3 separate regions of the Mus musculus genome follow, and regions 1 and 3 are each linked to region 2. Evidence: chromatin contacts called from public HiChIP or PLAC-seq data. All regions are on one chromosome and are shown on one strand. Each heading gives the region's core, a stretch centred on a gene start, on an enhancer-like site or on the middle of the called end of the contact. The rest is flanking DNA. Distances are from core to core; before and after follow the strand shown.

What was found. HiChIP or PLAC-seq counts read pairs in DNA pulled down with a chosen protein or histone mark.
Region 1: an H3K27ac HiChIP or PLAC-seq map of large pre-B cells shows a contact between it and region 2, with 7 times the contacts expected there. The contact joins two enhancer-like sites. A contact is called at or near these places in 1 of 15 datasets of contacts at CTCF or cohesin (large pre-B cells), 4 of 484 Hi-C or Micro-C datasets (bone marrow-derived macrophages, embryonic fibroblasts, pancreatic cancer cells and 1 more) and 2 of 115 datasets of contacts at active chromatin or transcription factors (extraembryonic endoderm stem cells and large pre-B cells).
Region 3: a contact with region 2 is called in an H3K27ac HiChIP or PLAC-seq map of large pre-B cells, with 4 times the contacts expected there. The contact joins two enhancer-like sites. A contact is called at or near these places in 2 of 115 datasets of contacts at active chromatin or transcription factors (large pre-B cells and memory CD8 T cells).

Annotation. Positions count from the first base shown.
Region 1 is chr3:52,838,994-52,843,088 of GRCm38.p6, forward strand. No RefSeq gene overlaps it. Among named protein-coding and RNA genes, the nearest start is that of Gm30292, 43 kb to the left of the region's middle. Within about 2 kb of position 1,373, at least 56 of the 459 cell types and tissues checked have an H3K27ac peak or open chromatin away from gene starts, as enhancers often do.
Region 2 is chr3:52,320,710-52,325,060 of GRCm38.p6, forward strand. The region is part of intron 1 of Foxo1 (forkhead box O1); the gene reads left to right. Among named protein-coding and RNA genes, the nearest start is that of Foxo1, 55 kb to the left of the region's middle. Within about 2 kb of position 2,467, at least 46 of the 459 cell types and tissues checked have an H3K27ac peak or open chromatin away from gene starts, as enhancers often do.
Region 3 is chr3:52,922,681-52,926,847 of GRCm38.p6, forward strand. It overlaps Gm20750 (predicted gene, 20750), which reads right to left. Exons shown (of 5, transcript NR_040555.1): 2 at 1,911-2,014. Among named protein-coding and RNA genes, the nearest start is that of Gm20750, 2.9 kb to the right of the region's middle. Within about 2 kb of position 1,426, at least 29 of the 459 cell types and tissues checked have an H3K27ac peak or open chromatin away from gene starts, as enhancers often do.

The DNA.
Region 1 (4,095 bases), core at 123-2,622, 520 kb after region 2:
ATGGACTATGTCCTGCATTAAACGGATTCACTGTGAGGCAGGAGAAGTCTTATCCCAGCCAGGAGCACACAGTCATGGGACTGGTCCTGACAGGAACGTAGACCCAGCTATGTACAGATGAACTGATTGATGATGGGGGTGGGGCTAAGAAAGAACAGCTTCTAATATCAGATTTGAATAAGATCCTGGTCTGAACAGCTTTAAGGCATCTGTGTGCACATGATCAACGGGGTCCGTGGTCACAAAACTCTTGCAGAAACGGAGGTAGAATCATTTTGAGCCTGTGGAAGCAGTCTACATCCCTGCAGGCTAGCCTAGCTCCTGAGACATTCTGTCATGGCATCCATCCTCCCTCCAGCATCCAGGACTTCTGCGCGCTAATTGGGTTTAAGGAAAACCTGTAATCCCAGTGTTCTGGCAGCTGGGACAGAAAGACTGAAAGCTTAAGGGCAGCCTGGGCTACAGAGTGAGTGATACATTGTCTCAAAAATAAAATCATAAAATAGCTCAAAATAAAATCAATAGAAGTATTTCTGTTTAAAGTACTGAATATTTAAATACTGACTATAAGAATGGACAGCACTCTTGTCTGAAGCTGTAGTCATCAGATGGCTCCCGGAAAAGCATCAACGACCCCCGAGACTTCTGTGTATACCCTGTGGGCAACTCATTTTTATCAGAATCTTTCTTCTCCTTCCTGTGTTGCCAGAACCTTTTGGACATGGGTTCTGGACCAGGAAAGACTATAGTCAGTAGAAATGCACTTGTTGCACCCTGAAGCTTCTCTGGGTCCATCCAACTCTTGGACCTGGGGACTTCCCAAGACTTTGCCCTAGGCTGCTGGAGAGTCTCATCTGTCTTCTCTGCTTGGCTGTACACTCACTGATGGCTAATGGGAGCAGGCTGTAGCGTGGGAAAGGCGAAGAGGGTTGCTACAGTGTTGCGGAGACTCAACGCTAGGCAGACTCTAGCTACCTTTGACAGCGACAGGCTGTTGAAGAGCAAGCGCTGCCTGCAGAGAGCTGGACTGTGGTTTGCTACTGTGGACACTGACTTCATTTGTTCTTATTTCTTGTTCTCAAGACAGCCTATGAATGCAGACTTGCCTGGAATTTTGAAGTGCATAGATTATTAAGGTAGGGAAGAGAAAATGTGGGTGTTAGAGGGGGACCACACCCAGGCAGCTGCCTAGGATACAGGCTCTGTAGTGTATTCTAGAAGTCCCTGGCAGAGCTCGGCCTCCAACAGAATTCTCCTCTGCCCTGAGACCGCCCATCTTCTCCTTCCAGGTTGTCTCAGCAGAACTCACCGTCTTGGCTGGCCTCTTCAGCCCTGGTTCATCTTCTCATCTGTCAGGGACCCACCTGTGGCTTTAATGTGGGCCTGCCTGAGCCCCACCCTCCTACACCCTGTGGTTATCGGTCCTCCACCCTGATCTTATCATCTGCAGGAAATCAAAACACCATGTGTGTGAGCATAAAATTCTGTCATTTATTTGTGTTGCAGACTTCAGGAAGAGGAGAGAAAGAGAAAAAAAAAAAATCACAGTTCACTTTTCATTAAAAAAAAGGGGAGGGGGGTCACAACGTTTAATTCTTAGTGACCTAAAGTCAGCTAAAGTCAGCTTCACTAACGACCAGGAAATGCCTGACCCTCGGGTCCTCACTGTTGTCATGAACTCCAAACGTTTTAAAAATGGAAATTAAAAAAAAAAAAAGTAATTACCTCTTAGCGTGTTAAAAAGTTAAGTTGAATTGCCCATTACCATGGAGATGGCTTCCTGTTTACCACACTGGTCGCCCAGCTGTTGAAGACCAGCCACCCAGCCAATGAAAAGACAGCTTTTAGCTTCCCTTATTCCATTAGTGCTTCAAATAGTGAGTCAATACAACCTGTAATTTACTAGTCGGTAAAATTTGATAAATTGTGTTTTCATATATATTAGTGGTTTTACGTTTAACAAAGTCCATCATATGGAATTACCACTATGGTTAAAAACATTATTTTATATTTTGAGAGGTAGGGGCTTCCCTGTGCTTAAAATGCCTACCCTGTGCCTTTTAAAATTCTGGTATAGCATTCTGGTACTTCAGACAGCCTCCTGCAATAAGGAATTGTCCTCTTTCCTCTTCACTGGTCAAGAAAGCTGCACTATTACCCAATACTGATACATAATATCCTTTATAACAAAATCAAGACTCTGGCTACCAATCCCCAAAGACCCTAGGATTCTAAAGTACACTATTTTGTGTCTGATAATAAATAAAAATTATTTGAAAATTGAGAAGTTTTTATTTTTCTTCCCGGCCTGCATGTAAAAATATTATCAAGCTACCTAATGAGTCCAAGGAGATGGGACCACAGATTTCAGTAACTAAATCATTTGAAGAAGAGAGGTATGGGGACTTGGGTGGAAGTGCCATGCACCTGGGAATGTGGCGATATTCGATACAAAGTATGGCGATAAAGAAGAGAGTAAAGTGTGTAAGCAGGAGGAAGCCAGCTCCCAGCAGTTTGTTGGAAAGCTTCAAAAGAGCCCTCCTGTGAAACAGTCGGCAGCTAACCACAGCTCTGGGAGGCTTCTCCTCACCTTGGAAGAAGCTCAAAGCTTCCCTAATGAGCCCTCAGGTCTCCACAGTTTCCTGCCCAGACCTTTTGGGTCTGGTCTTTTTGTCCCTTTCCTGCTACCTCCCTGTCCTTCTCAGAGGCCTTTGTGCAGCACCAATGGCTTTGGAATATAACTATCTATGCCACTGAAAATGGTGGCATCTTGAGGCAGAATGTGCTGTGCACTTAAACTTTATCTTAAGCAATTTAGGTATCTGCGGTAATGTTCGAATGGGATAAGCATATCTTAGTGGAACCCTGGCAGTACCAAACTCTGTACAAGAAGATTTCTTAAGGGAGGTTTTGAGACAATGTTTCTTTGTATAGCCCTGAATTCACTCTGGAGGCCAAGCTGGCCTTGAACTTAGAGATCCACCTGCCTCCTCAACGCTGGAGTGCACCACTACAGTCCCACTGCAAGAAGACTCTTATATAAAATAGCTTAATGTTTGTGCATAGCCTAGGTCCACCCCCCTGAACACTTCAGATTAATCTAGAACAGTACAATATCCAACCCATTGCAAGCATGGTGAATAGTTGTACGAAATGTTTAGAGAATTGTGACAAGATAAAAGGTTTGAATGTAACTCTGGTGGTGTGACATCTTCCCAGTGAGTCTGGAATTTAGTCTGAAAGCCATTCAGTGAGGGATGGAAAGAACGATACAGAGTTCAGGCAAACGTGGATGCCGTTTGAGTAGAATTGCTTGTGCATCCTCGTTGGGGGCTGGCCTCTGCCCTAAGTCAATTCTATTGATGATACTTGTGCACTTATCAGAAATACTCCCTTCTCCCTCAAGAGACTTTATATCTGAAACACAGATGTATTTTTTTAAAATCCACCACTTGAAGTATTGTCAACAGACCCACAGAATTCTACCATGTATTTTCCAGTTCATTGTCCAATACCAACCCTGAGTGCCAAGTGGGAAAGGCTGGCATTTTTGTCATTATTCATTGTGGAAGGAAGGGCTCCGTTTGCTCGGCAGGAGGTGAAAGTTTGGTTTCCATCTTCTAAGAGGATAGAGGGGAAAGGTCGTGGGCAGACGAGCCAGTGGGATGGCTGCGCATGTTCTTGATGTTGAGGATACACAGCAGAGTGGAAGGACATTGGCTGTGAACTAGTGAAGAGGTGTTGTCTGGAAGCACCAGAAGGTTGCCGCTGCCTCCGGCAAGCAATGACGATGTGAGCACTGGAATCCAGAGCCCTGCCTTGCTTCCAGCCTAAAGTGGGGACACATTGATGCCTCAAGAATTAGAATTATTGTCATTACGTCGCACAAATGCTTCTACTTCTGTTTGCTTTGATTCTTGGCTTTGGTCAGGATATTTGGGACGCCTCTCTTTAAACAGCTTACATGATCTCTGTCAGCTTGTTACATAAAAAGGCATGAAAGGTTGTGAACTCCTGCCTCCTGCAAGAGGAAGAAGGAGCTGAACGAGGAGGTGGCACAGAGTGTACCCCTCCTGTCTGACACGTGTCGGGCAG
Region 2 (4,351 bases), core at 1,217-3,716:
ATGTCCACACAGGGCAGGCTCCTCCTCAGCTGTGACTTGTTATAGAGTCTAATTGTTTGCGGCACGTGACTGTTGAACAAGAAGAGCTGCTTGCTGACTTCTGGGGCAGTACGCTGAGGTGATGTTTAAGGAGACCCTTATAAAAGTCAAGCCTTTCTTTGAATGTTTTACCATGTAAATATATTTCAAAAAAAGAAGAAGAAGAAGAAGAGGTGACCAGTACAGTTCTTGCTGAATGACAAAGCACTTCAAAATTCAATGGCTAAACCAGCAGTTTCAGTAGGACCAGGAAGACTGCTCCTTTTGGCTGCGTATTTGGAGTGGGCAGGGATGGTCCAGAACCTGAGTGTGCGGCGTGAGTGAGAGGCTGTATGCTGGCGCAATGTCAGCAGCTGGGGCTCCACAAGCAGGAACATTTCTTCCTGCTCCTTCAAAACAGAAAAACTCACTTTGTGGCTTTCGCATCAAGTTATTCAACCATATATATACATGTATATGTGTATATACACACACACACACACACATACATACAAATACACACTGACACCTACTACAAGAAAATAGGCACCCAGAACACCAAAACAGTGAAATTTCAAAACAACTGGCTTTTCTGTTCCTAAGTGTTGTCAGTTTATGGACCTACTAAATATTTATTTCTTCAGTTCCAGCTATGTTTACCAACTGGGTCCTGTCCTAGCCTCAGCCTAGGTTGACTCTCCACTGAGTCCCCTCTTCAGTTGGTCTGAGCTGAGTTTGCTTTCTTAGCTTCTGGGAGGAGGTCATAGTACCATGTATTCAAGTGGAATCTCCAACCAGACCACTGTCCACATCTCTGTAGGTCAGAGCAAGTTAGCAACTGTTCTTTCTCCTCAGTGGACCTGCAGAGTGGCACTGTCAGTCCTGTCTAAAGGTTTTTAGAGCCTGAGCATCGTGCTATTCCTATACATAGATTAAAGACCAGAAAGCAGAGGCATGGACTGCAGAAAGATAGACAGTGATAGAATGCAAGAGACTGCTAAAAAGCCAGTGTGGAAAGGTGAATTTAGCTTGAAAGATAATGTGATCTTAGCAGTTTAGTAGTTATAAGTCTGGCTGTGAGTGAACCATCAAAATGTAAGATGTATCCTGCTACCCTAGCATATCAGTTGACTTGTTTATTGATTTAGAGAAAAGCTGCAGAGAAGGCATTACTTGTGGTATATTGTTTAAAGTGGAGTAGCTCTTAGTGTGTGCCCCCACCCCATCTCCCACCCCACCCCCATGCCTACTGGGCTTCCACAGAGCAAACAGATTGAGTTAGTGCCTTGGCGCTCTGGCTTGGTGTTAGCATTGTTTCATCTTCAGCATTTCAGGATTCTCTCTCTGGAACTATCACTTATTGGGCAGCTGGAGTCTGCTCTGCAGAACACAAAGCACGTTTGCCACCCTCTTTCCTCTCTTGGTTGGGTTACTTAGAAAGGGCCTTCTCTAATTTCTTAATTCTATGATCGTAGCATTTAAAGAGTCTTGTGTTCTCAGTTGAATCACTGAGTAGCCAAAAGGTCACTGGCTGGAGGATGCCTCCTGGTTCTTTGCTTCCTGTCTTACACCTGGTGCCTCTTTCCAAGGTTGGCAAATGAAAAGGAAACTTGAGGCAGTCTCTCTCCTGCATTCACTTGACAGGTAACAAGCTCTCACACCCTTGACTTAAACCTGGGAGGAGGTGTGTTTGAGAAGTGATCATTTTTGGGGGGTGAGGGGAGTGTTTTGGGGACAGTGGCCTCCTGGAGTCTTCATGTAAGAAGTAGCTATTAATCTCAGCAGCAGGTAATAGTGTGGTTAGGCCACAGTGTAGGTCCCTCCCTTAGTCTGTTTGCTCGTGTGGCTTAGGTACAAGATACTGCTCAGTCTAGTTCATTGTTATGTAAGAAGAGGTCTGATTGGTCATCTGAGTGGGATTGCCCGTCACTGTTGGCAGTCACTCTTGGACAGCAATGGCATTTTAGAAAACATTTTATTACATCTGGTACTTATTGTATGCACAGGTTCAAGCACAGTTGTGGGACTCTGAGAAGTCACTGCCCCTTCCACTGTGTGGGCAGGCTCTGGGGGTTGATGGTGTGGTCAGGCCCCACAGTAAGTGCCCTTCCCTGCTGAGCCATCCTGCTAACCCAGAGGTGGCGGCATCTAAGGAGTGTTTCAGACTTGTTTCAGAGGTGTTATTGGAGGAGTAGAGTAGGACTCTTAAACGGCAGAGAGGGAAAGGGCTGGCATTCTTATATGTAGACTTCCAGGAAGACTTTTTTTTTTTTTCTATAATTGCATACTTGACAAAAGAGCAAGGCTTTTGTAACTCCTCTCTGCTATTTCCTTCCTCACATCTTTGTTTCTGAGCAGCCTTAAACATTTTGGTTTGGGCGCTGTCTAGTCCTGCTCCAAGGACTGGCTGCAGCTCCTCTGTGAGCTCCTCTATGCAGCCGCCTGGAAGCTGCCCGAGCTGCACGTGTCAACATGCATTTCCTGTGTCTCAGCTCCTGCAAGGCTGCAGTGCCGCTTTGAAATTGCTTTGAAAGACTTGGTAATCTGTTCAGATGTATTTAGGAGGTAGCAGAATTCATTATTTGACTTATGTTACTGGTTAATTACCCAAACTGGAGCATGTTTCTCTTTCCAAATTGAGTGTTGAGAGAATAACAAAGACCAAATATTTTACAACACAGACCTTTGAGTTTAACTCTGAAATAGATCTTTTCTTTGCAGTACTTCTGGTTTTAGTGACACTTACTACTGTGTACTGTCTATTTTTAGCAAACTTTGAATTCTAAGTAAATAAAAAATTAACTAAATTGGTTTTTAAAATAATACAGATTGTACTTTTTTTTAGTTTCCCATGTCCTAATTGGAAAAGAAGGTCTTACTTGGGATAGAAATGCACATTTTGTGCCAGCCTCTTCTTTGGAATTGGCAAGCGTTGTATTGAGTTGTTTATGAGAGTAGATAGAAGTGTTTGACATTTCTTTTAATGCATATTATTGCTGTCATTTTTTTAAATTGACATAAAAGTTGTACACGTTAAGAGGCACCTGGTAAATAAATGTTTCCACATCCTCGAATTGTGATGTTCAAATCAGGGAAAGAGTATCTAGCCTCTTAAATATTCTTTTCAAAAAACATTCAAGATCTTTAAGAAGCTTTTATTGAAATACTTAGCATGTTATCCTCATGCTTTGTCAGCCTGTCACCCAGAGTATTTCTCCCCTCCAGCTGTAATTAAAACCCTTTGACTAAGCCCCGTCCTGACCTCCAGTAGCAATGCTCAGTCAGCGTCTGTTGAAACCAACATTCTATATTGCATGTACTGGTGAGACTGTATAGCTGTCTTATATAATGTGCTTCAGGTCTGCTCACGTTTAAATGGTAAGACGTTGTCCTTTTTATAGCTGAATAGATAGTCCATGATGTGTCGTTATACACTCGTCAGTTACCACCTGTCTTAGGGATAGTAGATATCAGTGGTGCTTTGAGACCATTTGTGTTTGCTCTGTTTGTTACTGATGTAGTGACAAACCTTTTTTTTTAATGAATTTATTTATTTATATGTATGAATACACTGTTACTATCTTCAGACACACCTGAAGAGGGCATCCGATCTTGCTACAGATGGTTATGAGCCACCATGTGGTAGCTGGGAATTGAACTCAAAACCTCTGGAAGAGCAGTCAGTGCTCTTAAATACTTAGCCATCTCTCCAGCCCCAGACCTTGTTTTTACCAAGAAAAGTCGCATATGTGCCCACTTGACTTCATTGAAGATTTATTTAAGGCTTGGCCTGAGTAAACCTAGGCTTAGGGGTTAATAGATGAGGGAATAGAGGAGAATTTTTATTGTGCTCTAGTCTCTTTAAATGGTTTCATCCTTTTTGGTTTTTTATTTAAAATTTTTTCAGTCACAGAGAACCCTCTCTCAAAAAACAAACAAACCAAAAAACAAAAACAAAAAAATTTTTTTCAGTCTAATACAGTTTGATCATGCTTTGCCTCCCCTACTGCCTCCTCACTCTCAAAACAAACAAGCAAGACAAACAACTCCAAAATGTTGGAGTAGCAAACCAACAAGATTTTTAAAAAGCCAAAACAAGATAAAAAGCCCTCTAAAACACATGGTTGTGGGGTTATTTATTTATTTATTTTTGCGTTAGCCAACTACTCCTGAACACCTCATTGGAAAAAGCAGATTTTTTTTCCCTTTGCCAGCAGATAAAAATCGAAAATCACTTCCTGGTTGGAGTTGGGTGGGTAGAACCACCCATGTCCCCTTCCCACTCTTAGTACTGGACCCTCGTCTGGCTTGAACTCGTGCATGCTGCCGCAGT
Region 3 (4,167 bases), core at 176-2,675, 600 kb after region 2:
AGACTCTGACCTATTAACTGTTGTTACGGTAACAGCTCACTTTATACCTCTGTCCTTTGGGCAACCAATACATACAAAGCCCGGTAGTGCTCCTTGTTGTCATGTATAACAACCTGTTAAAGGGCAAGTCTGAGTGGGAGTTTCTGAGAACATTGCCTGTGCGTGTGTCTTTAAAACAATTCTCAACTTTAACCTGGTCTACCTTATTTCAGCTATGAAGCTCAGAAGCAGATCTATGCTAGATGCACATAATCTGACTTTCGGCCCCGTTCTAGATTTAAAAAAATGAGTCACAGACTATAATTCTTAAGAGGCAAATCGTTACCAGTATAACTTGGTATCCTATTAGGGAGAATAAAATTCTTCAATCAGATCTTGAGTTACTATGTTTCAAACAAACTCTTCCTGGCAGAGTCCTAGCAAAATCAATAAATAATAAAGAAAGAAAGTAACTCTGGGGCTGGAGAGATGGCTCAGCACTTGAGAGCACTGACTGCTCTTCTAGAGGTCCTGAGTTCAATTCCCAGCAACCACATGGTGGCTCACAAACATCTGCAATGGGGTCTGATGTCCTCTTCTTGTGTGTTTGAAGAGAGCAATGGTGTACTCATATACATAAAATAAATAAAAATTTAAAAAATCTTAAAAAAAAAAAGTAACTATGCACTCACAGTGTACGTGTTGTCCTAGTTAGTTTTACCATTGCTGGGATGAAACTCACCAAAAACAACTTGGGGGATCAAGGGGTTTATTTGGCCCATAGTTATCCCATCGTCAAGGGAAACCAGGGAGGGAACTCAAGAAAGGAACCCGGGAGAGGAAGCGAGGCAGCATGGAGGAGCTCTGCATGGTGGCTTGCGTCCCGTGTGTTTTATACTGCACGGGACAACCCACAGTGGTCTAGACCCTCCTACATTAATGAGAAATCACAAACCACACCCGCTCAGACAGTCCATAGGCCAATCTGATGGGGGCAATTCCGTGTTGAGGTTCCCTCTTCCCAGGTGGGTCATGCTTGCAACCACCTGCCAGATGCATGCTGACGCATCCTAGAGTAGCATCTTAAAGGCTACCCACGCTAGGAAACAAGGCAGCAAAGGTGAAATAACTAGGAAATTTATTCATGGGTGATGTCATCTCAATTTTGAGATCACACTTTTATCTTATTTTAATTCACCGTTCTAAAGCCCATGGCCACTAGGACATTTGTTAAAAACTGAAAGACCACTAATACTCAAGAGTCTAAAACTGCATCAATATGTATTTATAGCTTTTAGTTTCTCTTTCTGTTTGGGTGATATATGCAGTATATAATCTTATTGAAGTAATAAGTAGATATTATTTCCGTCTTCAACAGCGAAGTTCCCCATTTTGTCTTCTGTTCTTTAGCATTAGTTTCTGTTCCCTCTCAGAATAAAGAAAGTCTTTCTTTCACAGCTTCCAATGCTTACAAGAGACCTGGGGCTGCTGGGTTCTACAAGTAGCCACATCTGGGGAGCCAGAGCTCTCATTCCCAGTTCCCATTGATTCTGTGATTTAACAAAAACATCATGGGGCCAGCAAGATGACTCAGCTGGTAAAGCCACCTGCATCCAAGCCTGACAATTCAGGATCAACCCTCAGGACCTACAGGTTCCTGAAAGTTGTAGTCTCCAAAAGCACCCTGGTGCATACAGCACCACCCCCTACACACACACACACACCACTGCTGCCCATGAATAATATTGCAGAGAGAGAGAGAGAGAGAGAGAGAGAGAGAGAGAGAGAGAGAGAGAGAGAGAGAAATTGTGTCAGAATTAGAAGAATCAGACCGGTGAAACCCATCCCCCCATCTTCCACCACATATTAAAGAACTAGAAACTTTGTATGTAGGAAATCTTTTTGGAGTGTAACCGTGGTTGATTAATTACCTTTGTCGTGAATCTCTTTTCTGAGCATTCGCTCTGTAACCTGGGATACTCTTCACATTTGCATCTGAAACAGGCCAGTAGTCGGACATCTTATCCATTTGTTTCTAGTGAAAGAAGGGTACAATAATTGCAACCACAGAAAACAACCATGAAGCCACAAAATGAATTCAACAAGGCCTTGAATTCTGCAGTAAGGAGGAAAAACAGCAAGGGAGTCTACAGCAGGGCCCTAACTATTTATATAAACCATTCAACTCTTTTAACAGGATTAGAGACCAGAGACAATACAACAAATCTGCTGGGTTTGATTGACAGGACTCTCTGGGTGCCTATTAGGCAGTTTCCTGAGACTTGAAGTATTTCAGGTTTAAAATTTTGTAGCAAAACAACGTTTCTAAGTTTCCATGATGGGAAGATGACTTTTAATGGGAGGGAAAAAAAAGTCTCAAAGCTGGAGAGCCTATTTGTATACCCAGTTTGAGAAAAACCAAAACACGGTAACTTTCCAGAAGAAAATTGAAAACAGAGTTTGTACCTCCTCTGTGTGCTTTAGTAACCGCGGCCTGGTGTGGGAGTCTGGGTATTATTCAGCATGTCCACACTTAGTGTCTGTGCCTTGGGACTTTAGCTACTACCTGATTTTCAGTTATACTGTTTCTTCTTGAGTCATTCCTTGGCCATGGAGTCCTTTTATGAAGTCACAATAAATACAAATTTGCCTAGTAGTCTTTACAAATTGTTAAAACAACAGGACTTGGACAGATGCTCAGCCATTTGCTGATCCGGGATAGGTTTCCAGCATCCACATAGCAGCTCCGAAGCATCTGAGCTGTCTAGTCCCAGGGCACCGGCTCCCTCTTCTGGTCTTTCTGGGTACTGCACACAGACATATAGACAAACATACATATAAAATAAAAATAAATAATAAAAGTTGTAACTATTGTAAGAATGGGATTTACAGATATAATGGATCTGTCTTCTGTGGTCAACACTATCACTGGGATATTTTGGAAATTTTAATATATGTCAGAAGGAAAATGAAAAGAAAGTGGTAGAAAGCAGGAAAAATGGGAAGAAAGCTGAATTGGGGGACTTGGGGGAAGGAAGTCTGAAAAAAGAAAAGTAAAAAAGAGTGACTAGGGGAGTGAAGAAGCAGGAGGGAGGAGAAGGGGAAGGAAGAGTGGACCGGAGGGACCGAAGTGGAACCTTTTACCCTTTCCAGAGACGGAGACTTTGATCATCTGAAGACAGCTACAGTGTATAATAGATAAATAAATCTGAAAGAAAGCAAGGAAGGAAGGAAGGAAGGAAGGAAGGAAGGGAGAGAGGGGGAGGGTGGGGGGAGGGAGGGAGGGAGAGAGAGAGAGAGAGAGAGAGAGAGAGAGAGAGAGAGAGAGAGAAACTACTTTCTATTACGATTGTAATCGCACTCATCTACAGGGGTCTGTTCCACAGCTGAGTGCATATTGTTTTGTAAGCAAACTTTAAACATTTACCCACTCATATGTTTTTGGGATTTGGATTCTTATCCCCATAGCATGGGATAGATGAAGCCAAGGCTTTACTGCCTCTCTATCTGCCCTGAGGTCACACACAGACTGGAGCTGCCTTCATACCTCCAACATGATTAAAAGTGAGTTGTAACCACTGACCACTAGTGCTAGAGAGCTGGCTCAGCAGTTAAGAGCACTGACTGCTCTACCAGAGGTCCTGAGTTCAATTACTAGCAACCACATGGTGGCTCACAACCATCTGTAATGGGATCCGATACCCTCTTCTGGTGTGTCTGAAGACAGCAACAGTGTACCCACATACATGAAATAAATAAATAAATCTAAAACCAAACAAACAAACAAACAAAACGCTGACTGCTAAAAACAAGAAAATGGTGTAATTGACATTACTGGTGTTTTGCAAATTCCTTCCAGAACTCCAGTGAAGGTTTTCGTATTGTGATCTATATCTAGGCTTATGGAAAATGTGAAAAAAATTGAGAGGCCTTGAAAAATCTATTTTCTTTAAAAGGAAGTCCCTAATTTCTAAGTGTCAGTCCCCACAGAACTTGGACCCACCCTCAAAGGATCATCTGTGGAGGCTGAGAGCCAGCTTCATGTGAGCAGCGAAGAACAAAGCAACAAAACAAGACTGGCAGTGGTCCCTGGGGGCCCGGAGGATGGCAGGCGTGGCTGAGAAGCTAGAGGATGTCTTACAGAGTCTTCCAACCCCTGACTGTGGGGCATTTTTCAGGTTTTCTTTT